2 separate regions of the Sus scrofa genome follow, and region 1 is linked to region 2. The links are chromatin contacts, called in public Hi-C maps. All regions are on one chromosome and are shown on one strand. The core of a region is the stretch at or near the end of the contact, and the rest is flanking DNA. Distances in the headings are between cores, read along the strand shown.

Region 1 (5,049 bases), core at 2,470-4,969, 55 kb after region 2:
CCCGTATCTAGTTATAAGGATGTTGGGAAGAACAGATGACAGAATTTGTTTGAAATGCTTAAAACCTCAAAGTCAATGATAAAAACACCAGGGGACACTTCCTTTCCTAAGCATTAATAAATTAAACATTAACCTAAAGTGCCATTTATTACTGGAGGTTTATACATTCAGCCCAGTTGCTAGCTAGGAAAAAAAAAAAAAAAGGAAAGAAGAAGTACAGATTCCATCTCTGATCTTGAAATTTCTAGATTTTTTTTTTTTTTTTTTGTCTTTTTAGGGCTGCACGTGAGGCATATGGAGGTTCCCAGGCCAGGGGTCCAATCGGAGCTATAGCCGCTGGCCTATACCAGAGCCACAGCAACATGGGATCTGAGCCTCGTCCTCGACCTACACCACAGCTCACAGCAATGCTGGATCCTTAACCCACTGAGCAAGGCAAGGGATTGAACCTGCAACCTCATGGTTCCAAGTTGGATTCGTTAACCACTGCGCCACCAAGGGAATTCCTAGAATTGTTAAGATTAGGAAAAGGTGGAATGAACAATGACTTTCCAAGCCTTAAGTACAAAAAACCAGACCTTCACAACAACCCTGACCCCTGAGGTCTCGACCTGCCCTCCAAGTGACGCTGGGTCTTAACAGAGCTGCAGTGAGGTGGAGGCACATTCCATCCCTTGCCTAAGTGGCCAGGTCTCAGTTCTTTTGCACAGTCCTAGTCTAAGGATCAGGAGGATCCGCTCCCCCACAGTCTCTAGGTCCAATCATTTCCACCCCCTGGAATCTCCCCTACCATAAACTTCTCATTCAGGGGAGGTTACAGTTGAGTTGGAAAGAAATCTGATTGCAGAAAGTCAAAATTCTACCCAGGAAGCATTATCTCTGTGGACTGAAGTTTGGCACATGCCATCAGCCTCTACATGGAGTGGAACATGAGCCACTGCAGCTGGCAACCCACACCACCCCCTGAGTGCAGAGTGAGGCACCCCGTGCTCTGGGAAAAGTAGAAGAATAGGCCTTCAGATAGATATTTTCAGAAGATTTTATGAGCCCAATTCTTGCATCTCCTCATATCTAGAAAAACACTAAAATCCATCAATGGGAGTTCCCATCATGGCTCAGTGATTAATGAATCCAACTGGGAGCCATGAGGTGGCAGGCTCAATCCCTGGCCTCCCTCAGTGGGTTAAGGATCCAGCATTGCTGTGAGCTGTGGTTTAAGTTGCAGATGCAGCTCGGATCTTGAGTTGCTGTGGCTGTGGCATAGGCTGGTGGCTGCAGCTCCAATTGGACCCCTAGCCTGGGAACCTCCATATGCCATGGAAGTGGCCCTAGAAAAGACAAAAAATAAATAAATAAATAAATAAAAATAAAATAAAATTCATCAATGATGACCAATAGTAAGCTTCACCAGCAGCAAAACTTCTGTAAGATGTGTGCATGGCTGCAGCCACCTTCCCCTTCACTTTTTTTTTTTTTTTTTTTTTTAGAGCCACACCCGCTGAGCAAGGCCAGGGATTGAACCTGCAACCTCATGGTTCCTAGTCGGATTCATTAACCACTACTCCCCCCTTCACCTTTATGACTTATAGTTGTGGGTAAAACAAAAGATGTCAAGGTCACCTGTGAGAACAGCCACTTCCAAAGGTGGGCCAATGAGCCCTGAGGCAACTCAGGAAAGCATAGCAAAGGAGTGATTCCAGTAAGCCCAGACCTTTATCTCTTCCCATAGAAATGGTTTTCTGTAAACCTTCTATAAATCTGGTTGTCTGTAAATCTTTTGTTCCTACTACCTCCCCTTTTTTTTTTGTCTTTTTGCCTTTTCTAGGGTCACTCCCACGGCATATGGAAGTTTCCAGGCTAGGGGTCTAATCAGAGCTGTAGTCACCGGCCTGCACCAGAGCCACGTCTTCAGCCTAAACCATAGTTCACGGCAACGCCGGGTCCTTAACCCACTGAGCAAGGCCAGGGATCGAACCTGCAACCTCATGGTTCCTAGCAGGATTTGTTAACCACTGCATCAGGATAGGAACGCCATACCTCCCCATTGTCGCAAACACTCATGTCTTCTAGCTTCCCCCCTCGCCTCCTTGGAGTGATTTCTCGGGGCTGCTTGAGATGCTGTCTCCTGGGCTTAAGGCCTAATTTCACCCCAAATGAAACTTAACTCTCAACTTTCAGGTTGTATTTTTTTTAGTTGACATCTCCACAGCACATATAAAGTTCATAAATAATAGGCATGGTATGGGCGTTCCCGTTGTGGTGCAGCGGAAACGAATCCGACTAGGAACCATGAGGTTGTGGGTTTGATCCCTGGCCTCATTCAGTAGGTTAAGGATCTGGCATAGCCATGAGCTGTGGTGTAGGCCAGCAGCTGTAGTTCTGATTTGACCCCTAGCCTGGGAACCTCCATATGCCATGGGTGCGGCCCTAAAAAGCAAAAAAGAAAAATTAAAAAAAAAATAGGCATGGGAGTTCAGAAATTAGGCACAATTAGAAATAAAGAAATTATAGGAAAGCCATCTTTTCAATGTACTTGGGTAATAATAGCAAAGATGTTTTTGGGTGTATGCATTTCTCACAAAGCTCTTGCCATGGACATTGATAATAACGAGGATTAAAGGGTTTAGAGGCAAACTCACAAAAATCCAAGGCTGGAGTCCGAAAAGACAGGTCTTCATTTCCTTTCATCTTTACCAATCTCTTGTACTCCAGTTAAGTTTTCCTGGATATGATAACTTCTATTTATTTATTTTGTGTGTGTGTGCTTTTAGGGCCGCACTGGCATATGGAAGTTCCCAGGCTAGGGGTTGAATTGGAGCTACAGCTGCCGGCCACAGCCACAGCAACTCAGCTGCAACCTACACCACAGCTCACGGCAACGCCTAACCAACGAACCCACAACCTCATGGTTCCTAGTCAGGTTCGTTTCCACTGCGCCAAGACGGGAACTCTAACTTCTTTCTATTAACATTTCCATATATTCTTACAATTTATAAAAGGGCCCTTAAGTCTGTCCCTAAATTCATTCATTCATTCAACAAATATTAAATCCCTTTTTTATTTTCCAACATTGTGCCAAGCACTGCAGATACAGAGGGGAATTTTATATGCTCCCCAACTTCCAAGAACTTAGAGTTTAGTGGTGATTCAAGAAAAAACAACCTCGGAGTTCCCATCATGGCTCAGCGGTAACAAAGCCGACTAGTGTCCAAGAGGATGGGGGTTTGATCTCTGGCCTTGCTCAATGAGTTAACGATCCGGGCATTGCCATGAGCTGTGGTACAGGTTGCAGATAAGGCTCGGATCCTGAGTCGCTGTGGCTGTGGCTGGCAGTTGTTGCTCTGATTAGATCCCTAGCCTGGGAACCTCCATATGCCACAGGTGTGGCCCTAAAGGACAAAAATAAATAAATAAATAAATAAATAAATAAATAAATAAGAACCTCAAAGAACTCTGGTGACCTAAAAGCAATTTCAGGAATATCAAAGTGATAACATCTGGATGGAATTTTGAAGGTAAGTGCTATTTTCTGATTGTGTATTATAGAAACCCTGACTCTAAGTCTTCATCCACCTGTGAATGCATGTAACCTCAGATGTTTACATTGTTTAAACTTTAAACTGATCCTTAAATAGAAGGGTTTTGCAATTCATTCACTCTTGAGTTTTTTACTGAGGTAATTCTTAATACCGAAGCACCCATTGGATGACTTAAATCGACCCACACATTTTGAGAGTCAAAGGGCATATCTGGTAATAAGCATAGGGTATAGTGTCCAAGACTCTGTCCTCCCTAGTTCTGACGGCTTTGTATGCTTTGTTTGAAGAGAAGTGTTTAAATATTACATAGCATTCACACTTAACAAGCTTTGCAAAGCTGAGATGTGACATTTTCTCTCTTGTTGATGCATTTGACCATTTGAAGGGTGTTTTTACAGTTTAATGTTTGGGCTCCTCACTTCAAACACCTGGGGTTTGAAACTGAGGTAGACAGTGAAAGTGAGACAAAAGTTCAAGATGTTTTGCCACAATTATGTAGTATTTATCCTTTTCCTTTCACTTTCTAGCCATGAACTCAAAGATTTGACTATAATGATTCTAACCAGAACTCTCTCTGTATACCGTCAGTTCTAATGAATGCCATATAGATCAACACAGAGCTAGAGGTCCTAGCAACTTGAAATCAAAGTATCTTGTATTAAATAAGTATCCAAACTTTCTTTCTTTCATTCAACAGATACTATTGGGGGGCCTTCCAATGGGCAGGCACTACCCTACACTAGGTATCGAGAAGACATCAGTGAACCAAACAGGCTCCCCTGGGGAGACTGCATGTTAGTGGAACTTGTATTCATTAAACTAAAACCCCCAAATAGCCAATTTTGAGGACTCCATTTTTTATGGGGGAAGGGTGGCAAATGACAAGAACCCCAAATATTGAAGTTGCAGCACAGTAGAGTCAGAGGGCCCCTGGATTTGCAATCGAGACACACTGTAGTCTAGGAGTTCCCGTTGTGGCTCAGTGGTTAACGAATCCAACTAGGAACCATGAGGTTGCGGGTTCGGTCCCTGGCCTAGCTCAGTGGGTTAAGGATCTGGCATTGCTGTGAACCATGGTGTAGGTTGCAGATCGGTTTGGATCCCGCGCTGCTGTGGCTCTGGCATAGGCTGGAGGCCACAGCTCTGATTTGACCCCTAGCTTGGGAACCTCCATATGCCACTAGAGCAGCCCCAGAAAAGGCAAAAAGCCAAAAAATAAATAAATAAATAAATAAAATAAAGAGACACTGTAGTCTAGCTGTATGTCATCTAGCTGTCCTAATCCTCCATGTTATTTTCCAGGTCTTAGTTTTCTCATCTGTTCAATAATAGCACTAAATTTCATAATCTCAAAAGTCTCTTCTGGATTGAATAGTCTTTCTCTTTCTTTCTTTCTTTCTTTTTTTTTTTTTTGTCTTTTGTCTTTTTAGGGCCGCACCTGAGGCATATAGAGGTTCCCAGGCTAAGGGTCAGATCAGAGCTAGCAGTTGCCAGTCTAGCCACAGCCACA
Region 2 (4,900 bases), core at 1,700-4,199:
CTTGTTGATACAGCTACCCTAATAGGTATCAAGTACCTATTAGGTACTGCTGTGGCTGTGCTGCAGCTGTGGTGTAGGCCAGCAGCTGCAGTTCCGATATGACCCCTAGCCTAAGAGCTTCCACATGCCAGGGGTGCGGCCCTAATAAAAAAAAAAAAATAGTTCCTTTTGGTATCAGAGGATATTAACTTTCATGAAGTCTAAATTATCCATTCCCCCCGCCATGGTCAATACTTTTTGAGTCCTGTCCAAACAACCTTTTCTCACCTCAAGGTCACAAAGATATTTTCCTCTGTTTTATATAGAAACTTTACAGTTGTGGGTTTTACATTTAGCTCTCTGATGCCTCTCAAATTAATTTTGTATGTGAAGTGAGGGTGAAGTTCATTTATTCTATGTGGATATCCAGTTGTGCCAGCAATATTTGTTACAGGCACTTGCTCCTCCACATTGTATTGACCTGGGAACTTCGTAAAAAGTAAGCTGACCGTATAGGTGTTGGAGGATTTCTAAAATTTGTAATTTGTTTCACTGATCTATTTGTCTCTACCTTTTCTAACTCCACACTCTCTTAACTACTCTAGACTTAGAGTAATTCCTAATTAAAATAGTTTAATTCCTCCAAATTTGTTCTTCTTTTCCAAAATTGTTTTTTGGCTATTCTAGACCCTTTGAATTTCCACTTAAATTTTAGAATCTGCTTGTCTATTTCCTCAAAGAAATCTGTTGGATTTCTATAGTGATTAAATTAATCTATAGATCAACACTGAGTCTGTCCATTTATGAACACAGAATATAACAAATTCTTTTTTTCTCTCTATTTAAGAGTTTTAAAGTTTTTCTCAGCATTGTTTTGATACTTTCAGTGTAGCTATCCTATAAACATTTAGATTTATTCTTTGTGACATTTTTGATGTTCTTTTAATTTTTGTTTTTTTAGGGCCGCACCTGTGGCACATGAAGTTCCTGGGCCAGGGGTCGAATCAGAGCCAAAGCTACCAGCCTATACCACCACCATAGCAACGCCAGGTCTGGACCGCATCTGTGATGTACGCCGGAGCTCGTGACAATGCCAGATCCTTAACCCACTGAGCAAGGCCAGCATGTAACCCACAACCTCGTGGACACTAGTCAAGTTCTTAACCCGCTGAGCCACAAGGAGAACTCCATTTTTGATGCTATTTTAAACAGTATATTTTAAATTTCATTCTGCAATTGTTTTTTAATAGAATATAGGACAGAATAATTTTTTTATACTGGTTTCTATCTTGACCTTTCTAAATTCACTTACCAATTTTGGCACTTTTTTGGTGGTAGATTCTGTACATTTTTCATACACACAGTTATGTCTTCTGCAAATAATAACAGTTTCTTTCTTCTTTTCCTATCTTTATATCTTTCATTTCTTTTTTCCTGTCCATCATGCAACCTAGGATTTCTAGCACAATGTTGACTAGAAATGGTAGACGATTATATGCTTGCCTGTTCTCTTAAGGGGAAATTTTTTTTTTTTTTTTTTTTTTGGTCTTTTTAAGCCTGCACCCATGGCTAGGAACTGTAGCTGCTGGCCTATGCCACAGCCACAGCAACACTGGATCCGAACTGTATCTGTGACCTACACCACAGCTCATGGCTATGCCAGATCCTTAACCCAATGAGCGAGGCCAGGGATCGAACCCTCGACCTCATGGTTCCTAGTCGGATTCGTCTCCGCTGCGCCACAACGGGAACTCCCACGACTAATGATTAAGTAAAATGATTCTTGTGGACTGACTTGCCTAATAATTCTATAGCTGATAGCTATTTTTGTCCCACTTACAAGTCCTTTTGCCTGCTTCTGGATGAAGGCACACGCTGCGCTTCCTCCCTTTTCTCATGAAAGCCATTCCAAAATTACAACTCGACAATCTGAAGAATTTCCAAAACATCCCGCACACGTTCGCGGGTGGGGGGGGGCGTGGGCACAAGGACGGGATCGCTCACTGGCGCCTGGAGGCGAACGTCCCCTGCTGGGCTTGCCTAGTAGCTGAACGCCGTGCGCGCGTGCAGGTCCACACATCTATCTATGCATCTACGTGTGTGTACACCGCTGCCGGCCTGGAGACCGGCGAGTTCAGCAGTACGCATCTATCGCCCCGCCGCCAGTGGGCGGCGCAGAGCCATTGTTCCGCCGCCGGCCGACCCTCAGCCCCTGCGGCACGCGCGTTCGTCACGGAGGGAGGTGGGGCTTCGCCGGGCCCCCGGCCCCCAACCCGGGGTTTGAAGGCACGTCTCCCCCTCCCACGCGTCTCCGCGAGCTAGAAGGCGGGAGTGGAGTTGTGCGTAGCGGTCGCCCGCGCGGCTTCACCCACACTTTCCCCGGAAACTTCCCTAGTGCCCATCCTTTCGCGAAGTGCCCCAGGGCCAGTCCTGGGCTAGCACCCACCTCCCACCCCCCTACTGAGTCCTCTTCCTCTTCCAGGGAAGACGCTCTCGAGCGCCTCCGAGGAGGCAGGACGCCGGGCAGAAGCCCAGCGGCCGGTGGAAGAGAAGCTGAGGAGGAGAAAGGGAGGGGAGGGGGAGTGAGGAGCTCGCGGCAGAGGGAACAGCAGATTGCGCCGAGCCAATGGCAACGGCAGGACGAGGTGGCACCAAATTCCCTTCGGCCAATGACGCGCCAGAGTCTACAGAAGCCCATTAGCATTTCCCCAGGGGCAGGGGCAGAGGCAGGGGCTGCGGAGACCGAGCCGCGGAGTGTCTGCAGCATCCAGTTTTTGCGTCTCCGGCCCCCAGTAAGCCCCGGCTCTCTGTCTCCTCCCCTCTCCCGCCCATGCGGTTCTCCCACGGTGAGCCAACTCTGCGCACTTTGCCCCTTCTTGGCAGCGAATAAAAGGGGTCAGAGGAAATACAGGACACGGTCGCCCACTGCCAGCTCTAGCCTTTAAATACCCAGCCTGGGGAGACCCGCGCACAGCAGGTCGGGTGCAGACACCGACCCAACGTGCAGCAAAGGGTTCCGAGCGCAGCATCGCTGATCTCCGCGCAAGAGCCGGCTCCAGCACTAGTCTACGCTCAGTGCGGTCTGCCACGAACTCCTCCCTGAAGTCTCATCCCTGGGAAAGTGATCCCAACGTCCGAGAGCCCAGATGCCGGCCCACTTGCTGCAAGAGGAGGTGAGTTTCCAAGTAATGGCCCCCAGACCGCGGGCTCGCCGGTGCTGGTTGGGCTTCTAGGTGACTCGGTGTAGAAGAGAGTTGAGATCGCCGAGGACAGCCACCTTTTTCGAGTTGTATAGTCTTCAGTTTGTTGGGAATGTGGATTGTAATTTGGGAACTTAGTTCTCCAACTTTTGTTTCCTAAAGCTTCAAAGAAAAATCTGGTGGTACCTGTACCCTGATGTGTGTAGGCATGCGGGCTTTCCTTTGTGTGTTTGAAGGGGTGCGAGTGTTTTACCCCTCTATTTCCCCTTCCCCTGAGGTTTCACCCTCCTCCCCAATTTCTCCGCACAGTTCCTGGGGACTTGCGTCTCTTCCATCTAGGATAGACCTTGCCCTCAGGTAACCTGGGTATTGGGGCCAGGTCTGTGCCTATACCCCGCCCTTCCCCCAGCTAGACCAGGGAGTGAAGTGGCCCCTAGTGTCTCCACGTGTCCTCCCCTCTCTCCCAGCTCTGCACTTCCACTCTCTTTCAGATCTCTAGCTCCTACACAACCACCACTACCATCACAGCACCTTCCTCCAGGGTCCTGCAGAATGGAGGGGGCAAGTTGGAGAAGACTCCCCAATACGTGGAAGAAGACATCCGCCCTGAAATGAAAGATGACATCTATGACCCAACCTACCAGGATAAGGAGGGCCCAAGGCCCAAGCTTGAATATGTTTGGAGAAACATCATCCTCATGAGTCTGCTACACTTGGGAGCCCTGTATGGGATCATATTGATCCCCACCTGCAAGATATACACCTTGCTCTGGGGTAAGAGGTCCCCTTGTCCTCCTGTCTCAGTATCCCAGGTTCTCTCCACTCTTTTAATACAGTAGCAACTTACACAGAGTAGAAACACCAGCCCCTCCAGGCCGAGGTTTTTCCAACCATTTCTCTTAGGTGTTGTGGTGGGCTGGGAAGGGAGTCTAGGGGTTTGGGATGCAGGAGTGTCGATTCTGGGGCCTTTAATTTGGGGGGGGGGTTGGAGAGGGAGCCCTGGGACCATGGGCCACAGGCTTTGAAGTGAGTAGATCTGTGCCAGGGAGTCAGCTTTTCTGTTTCAAGTCATTTTCTTGACTGCTTGTCCCAGCCCTGCCAGCCTAGAAAGAATCAAGGCCCTTACCTGGATGCATGGGAACATGGGGCTAGACTAGTGTGACTTTAGAGGGCACATGCTGGGTATAGTCACGGGGTAGCAAGAGAAACTACTCAGGAAGAGGGTTAAGCAGAAGAGGGGGAAGAGAGCTGTGGTCATCCATGAAATTATTTTGCCCTGATCCTTAGCCTTATCAGGCTCCTTAATTACACAGACAGAGGAAGGCGGCTCCTGCATAACTCATGTTACATGGATGTCTTGCTCTGTGACTCCACGTGGGTCTCCAGGGAACTGCACATGCCACTCAAGAAAATGTTCTAATGAAATAAGGTTAAAGAAACGTTTCCTGCCCCATTCCCCACCCATCCTGCTCCAGCCCCTCTCCCCTGATGCCAGGAGTGCCTCCTTGCTGGGGACAGCCAAGCCAGAAAAGAGACTCTGGAGCAGCCCCGGCCCTCAGGCTGCTGCAGTGAGGGAGACAGTCCCCCGTGCGTCCCTGACCTGCCCTTAGCTCAGCTCTTTCAGGAATCCATGGCTTGGGCTGATAGTGGAGCCCTGCCCCCTCACACACATGCGCTCTGCAGGCATTGCCACTCCTGCCTCGAGTCTGACTTGGGAAGAG

What was found. A called contact is a pair of places that touch in the nucleus more often than the background predicts.
Region 1: a contact with region 2 is called in a Hi-C map of liver, with 5 times the contacts expected there. The contact joins the enhancer-like site here to the promoter of SCD in region 2. A contact is called at or near these places in 4 of 5 promoter capture datasets (fetal liver, fetal skeletal muscle and liver), 11 of 47 Hi-C or Micro-C datasets (blood, fetal liver, fibroblasts and 2 more) and 2 of 2 datasets of contacts at active chromatin or transcription factors (alveolar macrophages and skeletal muscle).

What each region holds. Positions count from the first base shown.
Region 1 is chr14:111,512,947-111,517,995 of Sscrofa11.1, forward strand. No RefSeq gene overlaps it. Among named protein-coding and RNA genes, the nearest start is that of WNT8B, 47 kb to the right of the region's middle. Within about 2 kb of position 3,720, at least 7 of the 83 cell types and tissues checked have an H3K27ac peak or open chromatin away from gene starts, as enhancers often do. A contact at or near this core is called in fetal liver and liver, where this site is marked.
Region 2 is chr14:111,458,859-111,463,758 of Sscrofa11.1, forward strand. SCD (stearoyl-CoA desaturase) reads left to right here and starts at 2,950. Exons shown (of 6, transcript NM_213781.1): 1 at 2,950-3,152; 2 at 3,671-3,953. The coding sequence starts at 3,126.